Linked DNA regions of Mus musculus: region 2 is linked to region 1. The links are chromatin contacts, called in public Hi-C maps. All regions are on one chromosome and are shown on one strand. Each heading gives the region's core, a stretch centred on a gene start, on an enhancer-like site or on the middle of the called end of the contact. The rest is flanking DNA. Distances are from core to core; before and after follow the strand shown.

The links. A called contact is a pair of places that touch in the nucleus more often than the background predicts.
Region 2: a contact with region 1 is called in a Hi-C map of tail fibroblasts, with 3 times the contacts expected there. The contact joins two enhancer-like sites. A contact is called at or near these places in 11 of 484 Hi-C or Micro-C datasets (adipose-derived mesenchymal stem cells, embryonic fibroblasts, nephron progenitors and 4 more), 2 of 115 datasets of contacts at active chromatin or transcription factors (a colorectal cancer cell line and embryonic stem cells) and 1 of 9 other capture datasets (embryonic tail).

Annotation. Positions count from the first base shown.
Region 1 is chr14:28,975,972-28,982,916 of GRCm38.p6, forward strand. It overlaps Cacna2d3 (calcium channel, voltage-dependent, alpha2/delta subunit 3), which reads right to left. Exons shown (of 38, transcript NM_009785.1): 28 at 6,341-6,402; 29 at 5,186-5,230. Among named protein-coding and RNA genes, the nearest start is that of Lrtm1, 39 kb to the right of the region's middle. Within about 2 kb of position 5,165, at least 8 of the 459 cell types and tissues checked have an H3K27ac peak or open chromatin away from gene starts, as enhancers often do. A contact at or near this core is called in tail fibroblasts, where this site is marked.
Region 2 is chr14:29,076,277-29,082,933 of GRCm38.p6, forward strand. All of the region lies in intron 17 of Cacna2d3 (calcium channel, voltage-dependent, alpha2/delta subunit 3), which reads right to left. Among named protein-coding and RNA genes, the nearest start is that of Lrtm1, 61 kb to the left of the region's middle. Within about 2 kb of position 4,480, at least 19 of the 459 cell types and tissues checked have an H3K27ac peak or open chromatin away from gene starts, as enhancers often do. A contact at or near this core is called in tail fibroblasts, where this site is marked.

The DNA.
Region 1 (6,945 bases), core at 3,915-6,414:
AGGGAGCACATCTCTTTCCTCTGAGAACACCGAGAACCTGGGGGACATAGGTATTTCCTTCATGGACCATGTATCTTGCTCTCACTTTTAGATGTACCTTTTCCAGGTTCCATGTGGACACCAGGATAGGAGCAGAGCTATGCCTTGTTGGGCTAGTTTGTGGGCAAGTTTGAACTTCAAGGATCTGCTGAATATCAAAAGAGTTGTTTGCTCCAGTAGTCAACAGGATGAAGTTGGTCTCAAAATGTGGAAAAAGGATTAAGGAGAATGAGAGGCAGAAAGTTGGTTTTCTTTTCTTTTTCTCTTTTCTTTTCTTTTCCTTTCTTTTCTTTTCTTTTCTTTTCTTTTCTTTTCTTTTCTTTTCTTTTCTTTTCTTTCCTTCCTTTCTTTCTTTCTTTCTTTCTTTCTTTCTTTCTTTCTTTCTTTCTTTCTTTCTTTTTAAATCTTTCTACAACAATTTGCCAATTCAGTATTGCTCAGAGAATTTGATTCAGGTATACTGAGGCACACACTCAGCATTTACTCTGAAATCCTGGTAAGGGTCCTCAGAAACTGAAGACTGGAAGGAAGGAATGGTGGGGAGTGGGTCTGCATAGTGTCCACTGCAGTGTTAAGGGGAAGGCACCATCAGCCTGGGGCTGATAAACTAGCTTTGGAACCAGAGGCTCTGAGTGTCCTATCAGTGTGACCTTCAACAATTCCTGGGTGTCCTAGGAAGTGGTAAAGCAGCTACTGCAACTCCACGGAGGAGTGGGAAAGCTGGGTGGGATGTGCCTGTGAAGGAAGGCTGAGCTCCTTCAGGAAAGTAACATCCATCCCCCAGGGATGACTGGTCCCCTACCATGTATCCTTTGTCTGAGCATCCCCCTGGCACAGTGCCACCATTTCTCAGAAAGGTAGGTGTGTGACACAGTTTCTAACAGGAGGTCCTGGGACAGAGTGGGAGGGTTGACGGGGTAGGGGGCTTTGCATTGTTCTGGGAGGGTGCCTTCTCTTTATTTTGACTGATGGAATTCACTTAAGTCCAGCAAGGTATGGCATGACAATTTCGGTGTTTTGTGTGTGTGCATGTTTGGGGAAGAGTGGGGAGGTACAGGGAAGGGAGAGAGGGCGATAAACAGACAGAGAATGAGAGAGATCTTTCTTCTGAGTGTTACTGAGGCCTCAATTTCTGAGTCTCTGGCACATAGAAGTATCGCCCCTTTTCTCCAGGTCTCCCGCCAGGATCCCTAGTATGTCAATAGAAAGCAGATTGACCTTACATTCCCAATCACTTGCTGTGTCTTCTCATAGCCAACCATCAAATCAAAATACCACGTTTTGGTATGTGGAGCGGAAACAGTGGTTAAAGCTCAGAACCCCCAGAACCTAAGCAACTGCTGGGCAGTCATGGGAGCTCTTCAATAACTCCAGCCTCAGATGGCAGAGATGGAGAATCCCCACAGCAAGCTGGCTTGGGAGACTATCTACATCAATGAGCCCTAAGTTTGGTTGAGAGACCATAGCTCAATAAATAAGGCAGAAGACCAAGGAAGACAATTCCTGACATCGACCTGGGGCTTTCACTGTACATGCATGCACACAAACACCAAAAACAATAGAAAGCAGTTACAACCTTTTAAAAAAAATCTTGGCTTGCAAAGAGGTAACTCCAAAAATACACATTTGGTAGGAGGTACCTGTGTCTTTCCTCATACCCGATATTAACAATCCTCTAATCTACCCAGTTGCTAGGATATAGCCCTGTTCAGCTCGTTTATCATTCAAGACATCTTTCATATGCCAGAAGAAATTCCTACCAAGACTCAGAAAGTCCCTGTCATCCACAGACCACACCAATCTCTATCTCTTTGGAAGGAGTATAGAGCCTCATTTGTCATAAAGATTTTGGCCTCTCACAGGACAGCAGTTAACTTTCCTCTGTCTTCACAAAACACTGGTGTTGTCAATAGGTGATGAAGTTGATGGAGAGGTGAGTGGACCAAAAGTGGCTGGACTGCTGGGTCATACAGAAATGGGAAGTGGGCATGGCCTTTCTTTCCATCCATGCCTCCTTTATCAGCCCCATACCCTTGCAGGAGTACTGTCTGCCTGAAAGTTCGTTTTTATGCCTTGGTATTACTTCCAATGTAATTTCTTTCTCCATCTTTGCTGATTTAAATGTTGCCTCCTCAGAGGTGTCATCTCTGACCAGAGTCCATAAGCTTCCTCACAGCATATATCCCAATTGGTTAAAAAAAAAAAACCAAAACAAACAAATAAACAAAAAACCAAAAGATATGTGTATCTTTCCTGCTACTCATAAGTGCCATGAAGTCAGCATCTCCCTACACTTTCCTTGGCAGTTAGCCAGACACTTACTCCCAAGAAGGACTCAGTCAACACATTATAAGGGAATATATGAGTGCCCGAATGGTTCTTTTGCAGGCTCTGTAGCTGACATTCATCCTAAGTGGAGTGGAACTTTTTACAGTCCTTCTTGTGTCCCCGTGATTGTGTCCTGACAATCACATGCTTCCAGCTCTTACTGGCAAACTAAAAATGTCCTCCTACAAGGTAGAAATATGTCCACATACCCTATCCACCCTCACAGGACACACTTGCTGGGGACCAGTGTGTGCTAATGGGGCGACAGCGGACTTTCAGGGTCTCTCAGCCATCATGTGTCTGAGCAGTCTAAGGAAGTAGACCATTCTCTCTTTGGTGGTGCAGGCAGGGTCACAGGTTGAGAATGAGCCCCAAAGCTGATTTTAATGGGGGGCTTGGTGATTTGGGGGCAGCTGGGGAAGAGAAAGGACAGGAGACAGCTCTATGAGGCTAATTAAAAGTTATGAAAAGAGTGACACATGGCAGGAGTCTGTTGGAAAAAAAAATGGCGTTGGGTCCAAGTGGGAAGGCAGGCTGAGTTTTCATTGAAAACATGGCAATTGGTTGCCTAGAGACAAAACTTAATAGTCAAAAGCAGAATAGATGAAAATTTAAAGGACAGACTGGGCATGAGCATCAGATCAATTTTTAAAAAGAAGATCAATTTAAGGCTTACTTTTCAAAGTATGTGACCCTTTAGGACACAGGGTTCCTAAAGACCATGGTACTAATGAGGACTTTGCAGCATACATTTATTGTTCCCTAGTGTATGAGCCATTGCCACCTAGGGCTTCAGGCCCAGGGAGCAACCACTTTTGGGGAGGAACAGTTTGGTGCATGTTCGGTTTAGGGCCAACAGTAGTAAATGTGTGCCTTTTCTAGGAGACGTTGTAGAATTTTTCATTTTCCCCCCATACATTCTTCCCCGTGACTCTAGAAATTTCTACACCCACTGCTGTGTGGTTGGAGAAGCAGAGGAAAAGAAAGGCTTGGAAAATTGTCCAAGATTACAGTGCTACCTAATTTCAGAGTCACAGAATCTCAACAGTCTAACTTAATGGCTCGTGTCTTTAAATACCACCATATGCTACCTTCCCCATCATTCAAAGTGCAAACACTAGCTATTTCCAAGCTTAGAAGGAGATGTGCCTTCATCTGTCTTTATACAGGGATACACCTACATGGTATGAGTTGTAGGAAAATAAAAATACCACCTCTTGCTTATGTAAAACTGTTTAAATAGTCATGCACATGTATAGTCAACCACTCATTCATCTAACCAAGTTTCCTAATGACCATCCATCCTTCCAGCCAGCTATCCAGCCAGGCAGTCTCTGGATCTGGGATTTGCAGCAATACCCACTGTAGTCTAGGACACACCTTTTGGTGCCATCTGAGCACTCCAGAGAGGCAAGAGGATGGAGTTTGAACCCAACAGCTCTTACTAACATGCTGGCATGCCTTAAAGCCAGGAGGGAAATCTGAGCCCCCCTGGTTAGCCTATAAAAGTTATCCCCAAGCTTCCTAAAAAGGATGCTGAACATTCTTCAGGGAAAATTGTTTTTGATCTGGTGATCAGAAAAAGTTGGGCTTCTGCTGAAAAGATGATGGATTGGCTTTTGCTCTGCAGATATGGTGACTCATAGTACGATAGCAGTAGGATAACAATTTTTCTTTTAAGCTGGCAGCTAGACCACTGAGAACCAAATAAAATTTTTTTTTCTAACTCTATCCTGGACTCCCTTTTATATAAACATTCTTGTTTTCCATTTGTCTACTTTTAAAAAACTCTACTCTTGCCCTATGCTTTCTGGGTTGAAATTATGTTTGGAAAATGTTCCTGAAATCCTTGTAACCAGAAGGATTATAAATATCTGATTATAAAGTTAAACCATGGGATAGAGAGGTACCATGCTGGCTATGACCAAAGGTACATCCAATGGAAGGGCTTAAGAGGGTAACACATTAGTTTCTTCTATTGCTGACCTGAATGATTCAAATCCCTCACTATAGAGGAGGGAGGGGGAAGGGGAAATGATAGAGGCATCTTAGGTAGAAATAGCTATGCTAGAATGAAAAACTGTGACTTTCAGAGCTCTTCCCTCCAGATTTGCAGTTTACTAATTCCATGAGATGAATCAAACCACTCTTTCATTTCAATCTCCTCTTTGATTTTCTTTTCTTTCTTCTACTTCTTACACACATACACACACACACACACACACACACACACACACACACACACACACACACACACACGTCTTGCTATATATCCTGGCTGGCTGGGAACTCTCTATGTAGCCCAGCCTGGCCTTGATTTTAGGATCCCCTCCTGCCGCCACCTCTTGGCTGAGTTCTGGGATTACAGCTTTACACCACACTGGTCCACTTAGCCTTTTGTTTTCTTATAAACAGAGGCAATACTTCCTACCTATTTAACCTGTTGTTCTGATGGTGGGAAGAAGATGAAGCACGGCCACAAAGCTTTGAGAAATGTAATATGATCTTTAAATATGAGTAATGTCTCTTACATCTTATAAATAAGACACTAACGTTCTATTGCCTCAGTCTAGGAAACAGCTAAAGCATATTTCTCTGGCTCTCCGAACCAAACTATGCGATTAGGGGTGGGGAACAATGTCCTCTCTGTCTGTCTGTCTGTCTATTTGTCTGTCTGTGTCTCTCTCCTCCCCCCTCTGGAGGGTGGCCCAGAATAATAATGTGTCAGGCCTGGCTCTATACACAGTAGCATTTCTCTGTCTAACTGCGCTGTCTAACACTTCCTTTGGCCAGAAACTGGACCAGGAAGGTGCCTTACCTCGTCATCGCAGCTTATGGAGCATTTGCCATCCAGGGAGGCACACTGTTGTGGGAAGGAAGCAAGGGGAGTCATGTTACTGGGTCATTCATCCCAGCATGTGCTGCAGCTGCTGCTTAGCTAAGGAGGTCATGGCCTGTGATGCAAGTACCAGGTTTCATCCAAAGGGGACGCTTCAAGATGAGGCTTGGCCATGTTCTCTAGAGTCTACATGAACTCAGAATCTCATACTATAAAAGACACAATGTAGGGAGTTCTGGCTCCTTCCCATCCCTCTTAATTTATGTTGTCATTCAACGCTGATGGTATCTCTTAAAGATCTCAGATCTTCTGGTAACAAAAGATATAATTATGTCATTATTTAATTTAAAACTATTTCTCAATGACTTTAAAAGGAAACCCTTGTTTATGTTCTTAGATTATAGTTTCCTATGTATCATAATTTAAGAAATGATAAGCTCCTTATGCATCCACCCTTGAATGCATCTCTAGGTTGGTGCCATATTATGATGAGTGCACACTAAACATGCAAGTGCTGGTTTGCCTATTGTGTGCTGATCTCACTTTTGCTAGAAGTATACTTCTAATGTTTAGAACTAGGCAGGTGGAAGAAATAACTCCATGTCTACTGCTTCTGTTGAACACTAGATGGATGTCCCTGACAAGTCTTAGTTCATAGACCATAGCAATGGAGAGGCTTTCCCCTGGATTTCCCAAGTGCAATAGCCCCTTGATGTTCTTTGGCCAGAAAGGTAGATACATGTCTTGACCAAGCAGGTCATAGGATGGCCTTCTACAATTAAATAAGGAGAAGCATAAATAACTATCTGGACATCACAATATGATCATCAGTAAGTCACTGTGAAATAACAGAAGGCCCTGATATTAAGGGAAAAACTCCTTTTGTAAAGTCACTCTGTTGATCCCATAATTTAAGTAGTTCCTAGGAGCAAATCCCCTGCTTTGCCCAGCATGTGGTATCAAACATGCTGACAGCCTGTGTTTTACAGTGAAATGAAAGGTAATCCAAGGAGCTGGCAATTCATTTTACAAACATTCATCAGAAATCTGGCACTGTTTGCCCCAGCTACCCATATGGGGACACCTGTATAATAACAGTGGTGCTAATACCTCGAGATACCGGCTAGAGCTTACCTGTCTGCTGGCAGTCCAGAACTTCCTTTGGAAGAATTCAAGTTTCATCTGAATGCCTACAGCTGGGACAGATTACAAATAAAAGAAAGCATCAGAGAACCCTTTCAGATTTCAGGTTGTCATTGGAACTTATCCATCATGGCAAGATTGCTGACACAGGCATACCAGAAAAAAAATATATTAACACTGACCCATACACCCATGATTTTCCAGAGTTCCAGCTCTGAACTTTCTTCTTTTGGATAAGGAAATCTCAAGGGTCCTTGCACTTAGATCTCTATCACAAACTAAAGTCAGTGTAGATGTTCTTTGTAGTGGCATTACTTCAGTGTGCATCTCTAAATGTTATACATTTGTAGCACCAACACAAGCTGACATTTGTCATAAAACTATCTAGAAGCTAAATAAATATCTCTTCCATTCTTCTTTTTTTTTTTTTTTTGAGCTATTACTTTTAAAACTCAATATATCCTGCATGGTGTTTGTTTGTTTGTCTGTTTGTTTGGAGATACAACATCTGAAAGGCAGCAGCAGTTCTGAGTTTGCAAGAGTCACTTCACTCTGATGGGACTGGCTGCACTGGCCCCTAGTGTCCAGATCCCAAG
Region 2 (6,657 bases), core at 3,230-5,729, 100 kb after region 1:
GATAGGGTTCCACACAATCCAAGTGGAACTTGAATTTGTTATGTAGTTGAGGATGGCATTGAACTTCTGATCTGCCTGCCTCTACATTCCAAGCGCTGCAAATGCAGACTTGCACCATTATGGACAGCTTAAGTGTGTCTGGGGATTGAACCTAGGGTTTTGTACATTGTAGGCAAGCATCCTACCATGGGAGTTACATCTGCATCCTCTCATGTATGCCACATCTCTAACCGTTCATTTTCTTTTATCACCACTCAAGGGACCTAGGCCAATATACATCATTCCAGAATGCAGGAATTAGTTCAGAGATGGGGACATAACCTACAACAATGCAAAAGAAACGCAAAAGACTCCATCTGGGATGCTTTCTTGGATTGCCCCGGAAAAGGTAGTTCCCTACGTACAGGCACTGCTAATGTTATGAGATGTGAGCTTGGAGCTTGGAGCACCTCATGGCCACCTTGACCCCTAGTTTAAGTCAACCTGGAAATGAAGCCCCTTGTGGGAAAGCAGTGGAAATGGAATAGGATAGCTCTGGACCACACTGTGCCTGAAATGAGAATCCTGGAGATATATGTATACCTAGACCACACCGTACCTGACATCTTTGCCCTCTTGGATGTGTCAATGTATGCTTCCCAAATTGATCCCTTTCCTTTTAGAGACAGGGTATCCTGTTAGTCCTGGCTAGTCCAGAACTATGTAGACTGGATTGTCTTCCAACTCACACAGATGTACCTGCCTGCCTCCCAAGGCCTGGCATTAGTGGTCTGTACCACCACATCAGCCCATACCACATACTTCTCTTGAAAATAATCTTACCTGGAGTTCCAAGCATCAGGTGATCAGACTGTATACATCGAATGCCTTCCCTTCTCTTTATACATGAACAGCTTGTAAAGATCATTTACTTATTATATCTATGTGTCTCTGTGTGTATGTACATGCCTGTCTGGATTTATGTGCCCCATATGTGTACAGGAGCACACAGAGGCTAGAAGAGAGTGTGGGGTCTCCTGAAACTAGAGTGAGAGGCAGTTGTAAGCTGCCTGATGTGAGTGCTGTCAATAAAACCCGGGTCTCTGCAAGAGCAGTAAGCACTTTTAACCACTGAGCCATCTCTCTAGCAAAATGCACTCCTTTAAAAAAATACATTTTATGTGAAACATTTACAGACTTCATAACTTTAATGATTATTTGGGAACATCTGATTTATAAAATGCCTTGCCACCTACTGAGTGCACTTCTGTGCTTAAGCAGAGCTCAGCTCTACATACTTTCCCTCCATGCCTCCTCCAAGGAACAGTATAATAGTTAAGCTCTGAGACTGGCTCTCCCCTCCCCCATGCAGCCTCTGTGTGGGACAAATCCCAGGCCTGGCTCTCCAACTTCCTTTCCTTGTTCCTCATTCGTAAGGAGCCCATTACAGTGCCAGGCACCGTATATGGCAATTGTTAGCATATCTATAATCTGTAACTTCCTTTGAAAATGTGATTAACGAATCACAAATGGTTTCCAAAGGTTTATGAACACAGTCTCAGAGCCACAGGTAGGCCTGCAGCTTTTGGTGCCTGTTTTACGAAAAAAAAAATGTACAGGAGAATTTAATAAGGAAAGATATTGTGTGCTATGAAATACTTTGAGGTGGAGTTTCAAATAAAGGCCAGATGTGGTGAGCACACAAACAAGCCAGTGGCTGGAACGATGGAACAAGAAGACACCCCTCTTTGGAACAAGTAAGAACTCCCCAAGGGCTGGCTTGAAGTGCAGTTTTTAATGGTCTGGATAGAACCATCTTCTGTGTTACCTGCAAACTGGCTTTGGAAGCACAATGAGATAGGTCAAGGTATGGCCATTCTGACTTAAAGAAAAATGACAATGGCTTTGCTTCTTCATTCTGTGGGTCTTTTTGGGAAAAGCCCAAGGGCACTACCCACACATATACTTGTGATCTTTGTGCAACAAATATGGTAGGGACCTAATTGATTAGGTGTTCATGCTGCTATAGGCTACCAAAACAAACAAGCAAATAAACAAAAACCAAAGGAAAGAAGGAAAGAAGGAAAGAAGGAAGGAAGGAAGGAAGGAAGGAAGGAAGGAAGGAAGGAAGGAAGGAAGGAAATGGGGAAGAAGACACCATACCAAGGACAGTATCTTCTAGGTGAGGGCATGGTCAACCCAGAGCCAGTCACCCAGAAGGATGTTTCTCTCACCAGGCAGGCACGACCTTCCCCTGCTAAAGACCTCTCTCTCTTCCCCTTTTCCCCCACTCCATCTTCTCCCCTGGCCCACAAGGCTAAAGAGACTGTTTCCAAAGGGACACAGGCATTTCTCTCCTATGGACAATCATCTATTCAGCCCACCTTCTGATGGGTTCCAAATGGGTCTCAGTTCCTGTGCCAGGCACAATGAGTCTTAGGAAGACCCAGAAGAACTGCTGCAGGGGGATCAGTGTCAACCTTCAAGTTCTTGGTCTCAGCTCACTATTCATGGCTCAGACTCCTTCAGAGTAGGCTGTTGGAGGGCAGCTAAAAGCTAGGGACTGGGAGCTAGACTTTGTCAAGTCTTCCTGCTTTATGAACTAAGGCAAGCTGTTCACACCTCTGAACCCCATTGCATCCCTCACTAGATGGAAGATACAGCCCTCAGTTCCCAGGGACACCTTGAAAAGCACTGAAAAAAAAATGTGGCTGAACCCAACCATAACATCATAGGCTCTAACAAATAGAGCCTAAAAAATGTCCCCCTCGGACAATGTTAGTGACCACTGATGCCAGGGTTGGTGTCTAAGGCAATGAGAGCAGTATCACACAGTGCCCACTCCCAGGATGCACTGCTTCTTAATGCATACACTGCTTAATGGGAAACATCAGGCTGCATCCATGGCCTTTTCTCAAGGCAGAAGAGAAGGACATGCAGACTTGTGGCAGAGTGACATCTCTTCCCCCTATACAACTACAGTTGGATCTCATCCTGCCAGTGGCGAACCAAGGTCTCGATAGTGACCAGTCTTTGGGAAGTGGATTCCCATGGCCCCTGTCAGCCCCAGCTCTCCTAGGAATCAGCAGCTGAGACTAAGCTGCATGTTGCCCTCTAAATGGCTTGAATCCCTTCTGTTTCTCTTAGTTTTTTCCAACCTTCCTGTATTAGTTGCTCCTTGTAGAAATTTTTGAATGAAACAGTACTGCAATTAAAAATACCACCCTCACCACCTCTACACAGGGGGCACTGCAGTCTTCTCCAGAGAACTTGAAAGCAATTATTTCTTTCACCTTCCGATGTTCATTACATCTCCCAATCAGGAATTCATAAAACAGGTGACCACATGTTCTGCTCTGCTCACATGACTGCCCACCCTGACCCTTGGCCCCATGCTATTCTAAATAGAAAATGTTTTGGGCTAGGAACTACCCTAAATACTGTCTGTGTCTTATCAAATTCTCCCAACTCCAGGAAGGGTGAATGATTTCAAGGATGGGAAAAATAGAGCCTGATCTCTTGGCGACATGGGTAGCGAGCAGTGGAACTGAGAAACAGATCAATTCTTCCTGGTGTCTGAGTTCCCTCCCTGGTGTGGTCCCCATCTCATTAGCTTGACCCTCAGTGCAGGTAACCATCTCTGTCAGGACAGAAAGTAAGTGCTCAGTTGTGGAGACAGAACCATCTGGAAGGCAAATCCTACTAGGCCCACATTTCTCTATGAGGAAGTGAAGGCTATGTAGGCCTCTAGCACACTGAGTGTCTTTTGCAACTGGCCCTAGTGTTCAGTGACAGTTCCAGATTAATAAGACTATACAGTGAGGGACTTCAAGGAATCAGGGTTGTACTTGGTTGGGCCCAGTTTACAGTGACTATTTAATTCACCATGATTCCTGTCAGGGCCTCAGACAAGTGTCTACAGGACTGGAAGATAGCACTTGAACTGGAATTTCCACCCAAATAATGCTGCCCCTGTGGTGTGTTACTCTACAGTAGCCTGGACTCCCCTCGCCCAACAATACACACACATGCCATGACACACGCATCATGCCCTGGCATAAATTCCCATGGCTCTGTATTGGAGATGAAATCCTCTAAGCCTTGGGAAGATGAGAAGCCCAGATCCAGGACCACAGGGGTGTGTCTCACAGCAGCAGGGAGTTGAGAGAGGGGCAGTGGGGCATGTCCAGACAGAGCCATTTCCTCTTCCTCAGAGGTGCCCTGTTCTCGTTAATTAATGTTTTTAACTGTCTCGAAGATGAAAAGTTCTACACACTTTCCAGTAGTTTGATTACAAAATTCTTTTGATGGCTATAAAACTAAAATGGCTTAGGTGTTTAAAAACAAAACAAAAATCACCCCCCCAAAAAAACCCCAACAACAATTAAAGAAACTGCTTTGAAATCCAAAATGACCTTTATCTCAATCACTGTCCTCCTAGAAGTCATGAGTCACACGCTGTGTGTGGGGAGGAGGTGGCCTGGCCCCACCGTGGTTTTGCAGGTCAAACGTGGCTTACTGTACCATGGCTGGATTAGACTTAATTCTCAAGAAGCCAGTCTGTCTGGTTATAGCAAGCTAGTCAGAGACATTAAAATGTGCTCAGTTGCTTAACAGGAAGGACATTTGGTGCCAGCCCAAAGGAAGACCAGGGATTGGGTGCTGGGAAGAGAGGGGCGGTGCCAGGCCTGGTGAAGGAGGTGAGATGTCAATGAAGACAGACAGCTGCTAGAAGAAAAGGCAGGACAGGGTGGCATTCAAGTTAAGGGGACAGCTAACTAGGGAACAATTTCTCTAAGTCAGGATATTACTTTGAGACAAATCCTGTGTAAAGTTAGATGTGAGAGGTCCTCCTAAATGAACTCAAGAATCTCTGAGAGTTGTACTGAGCTCCTGGGGGTGGGTCTGGCTTCTTCCAAATCCCAATTCATGAAGGTTTTCAGGCACCCCCCTGCCATTAGGAGGTACTGTCTAGGGTGAAGAGAACCCTTGTGATTTGGAAGCTAACCTGTGATATCTGGCTGCAGAAAAATAAAAAAAAGGAACTTTTTTTTTTTAAATTTAGCACTTACCCATGATTACTACATTAAGGGTATCAGAAGACCCTAGGGTATATTCAGCTGTCACACCATTTTAAAGAGGTCTAATTAGGCACGGCAAACTGATTCTAGAGTTGCCAGGGCAAAGAAGAAACATTTCCTTACCCACACAAATAAGATCTCAAGCTAATAGCATAGGCTCTGCAGATAACCTGGCCTTTCATAGGGGGCAGCAGCTAACCATATGATGGGGAGAGAGCTCCGGATGTGGCTACTTTCACCCAGGACTGTAAGTCAGAGCCTAGCCCCCTCTCAGTGCCCAGAGGTGTTTGATAAGTACACGAACGAGACAGATCTACAAATGAAGTATAGGTGAATGCTGTAAAGAAGGGACAAAGAGCTCCTCCCTTCCCAACCAAGCAACTAGTTGATGCTACGTAGTAGCAGTTCATGTCAATACGCCCCAGCTTCATCAAATATGCCTGTGTCTGTGCAATGTGAGATTGTTATCTAGGGAGATGTTTGGGATGACAGAATGGGAGCTTTGGTGTGGTTTTCTTTTCCTGGTAAAATTGCTAACAATATCTGTGAAGGATTCATACCTGTGACCACCTTTCCCTTCTAACTAGTCACTCTCCTTTCTTGGCACCTGGGCAGCCCTTGTTTCAAACCTTCCAGGGAGCTGAAGCCTAAATGAACATGTAGCACTTTGTCTGATGTATGCTCTCTCTGCTAGCCATGCTCTGACCTCCAACCTACGGAGGTTTCCATCCCATCCATCAGTACCCCTGCCAGTCTCACTGATGACCCAGCAAAATATTTAGCTTTTGTTTAGTGAGTTACTCTGTGTGTGTGTGTGTGTGTGTGTGTGTGTGTGTGTGTGTGTGTGTGTGTGTCAGTGCCAATTAGAGTGATGTATCTTTTAAAAAATGTTTTTGGATAGATACATGGTGGTCTGAGTAAACCCAAGAGATTTCTGATGTGATTTATGACTCATGGAAAAGCCAAGGTCCCCTGCAAGGTTGCCTGAGTTCTCATAGTCTTTCACTGCCAGTGACCATGGAAATGTGGGCAGAGCTTGGATGGGCCAGCAGGTCAGTGAAGCAAGCTACCACAGCTATGAATTCTTCTCACTTCTGAGTGCTTTGAAGTTGAGTCACATTAGGCAAGTCATCGGCTTATTGTCAACCACCAAGGAAGTGCTCCCCTGGAAGAGGATAGATAACTGCACCAAACCAGTCTCTGCCTGAATTCTTCATCTCTAACCCACTCCCTAGGTTCAGACTGAGGGATTCTACAACCAAAATCAGAGCTTATCAGTGCTTTGGCACAGAGTCATCATGCCCTATAGGATGACGACTAATACTCAGGCATATCTCAAAACTCCTGTCACTTGGCTTCTGCTAGTATTGCCATCTTTACCACTTCCTTCCTCTCTTTGTAGTCCCCCAGCTAGACAGAACTGGCTGCTTAAAAGGTCATCATACTTTTACCTTCTGGTCTGGCACCTCATTCCATCTGCTCCTCAAACCCTTGACTCTAACTCAGAGTCAAGTGGTAGACCACTGACCCCATGGACTCCACTGAGATGTACTCCTGTCTGAACTGTGTCTATTTGGGGTCCATTTAAAGTCTCCCC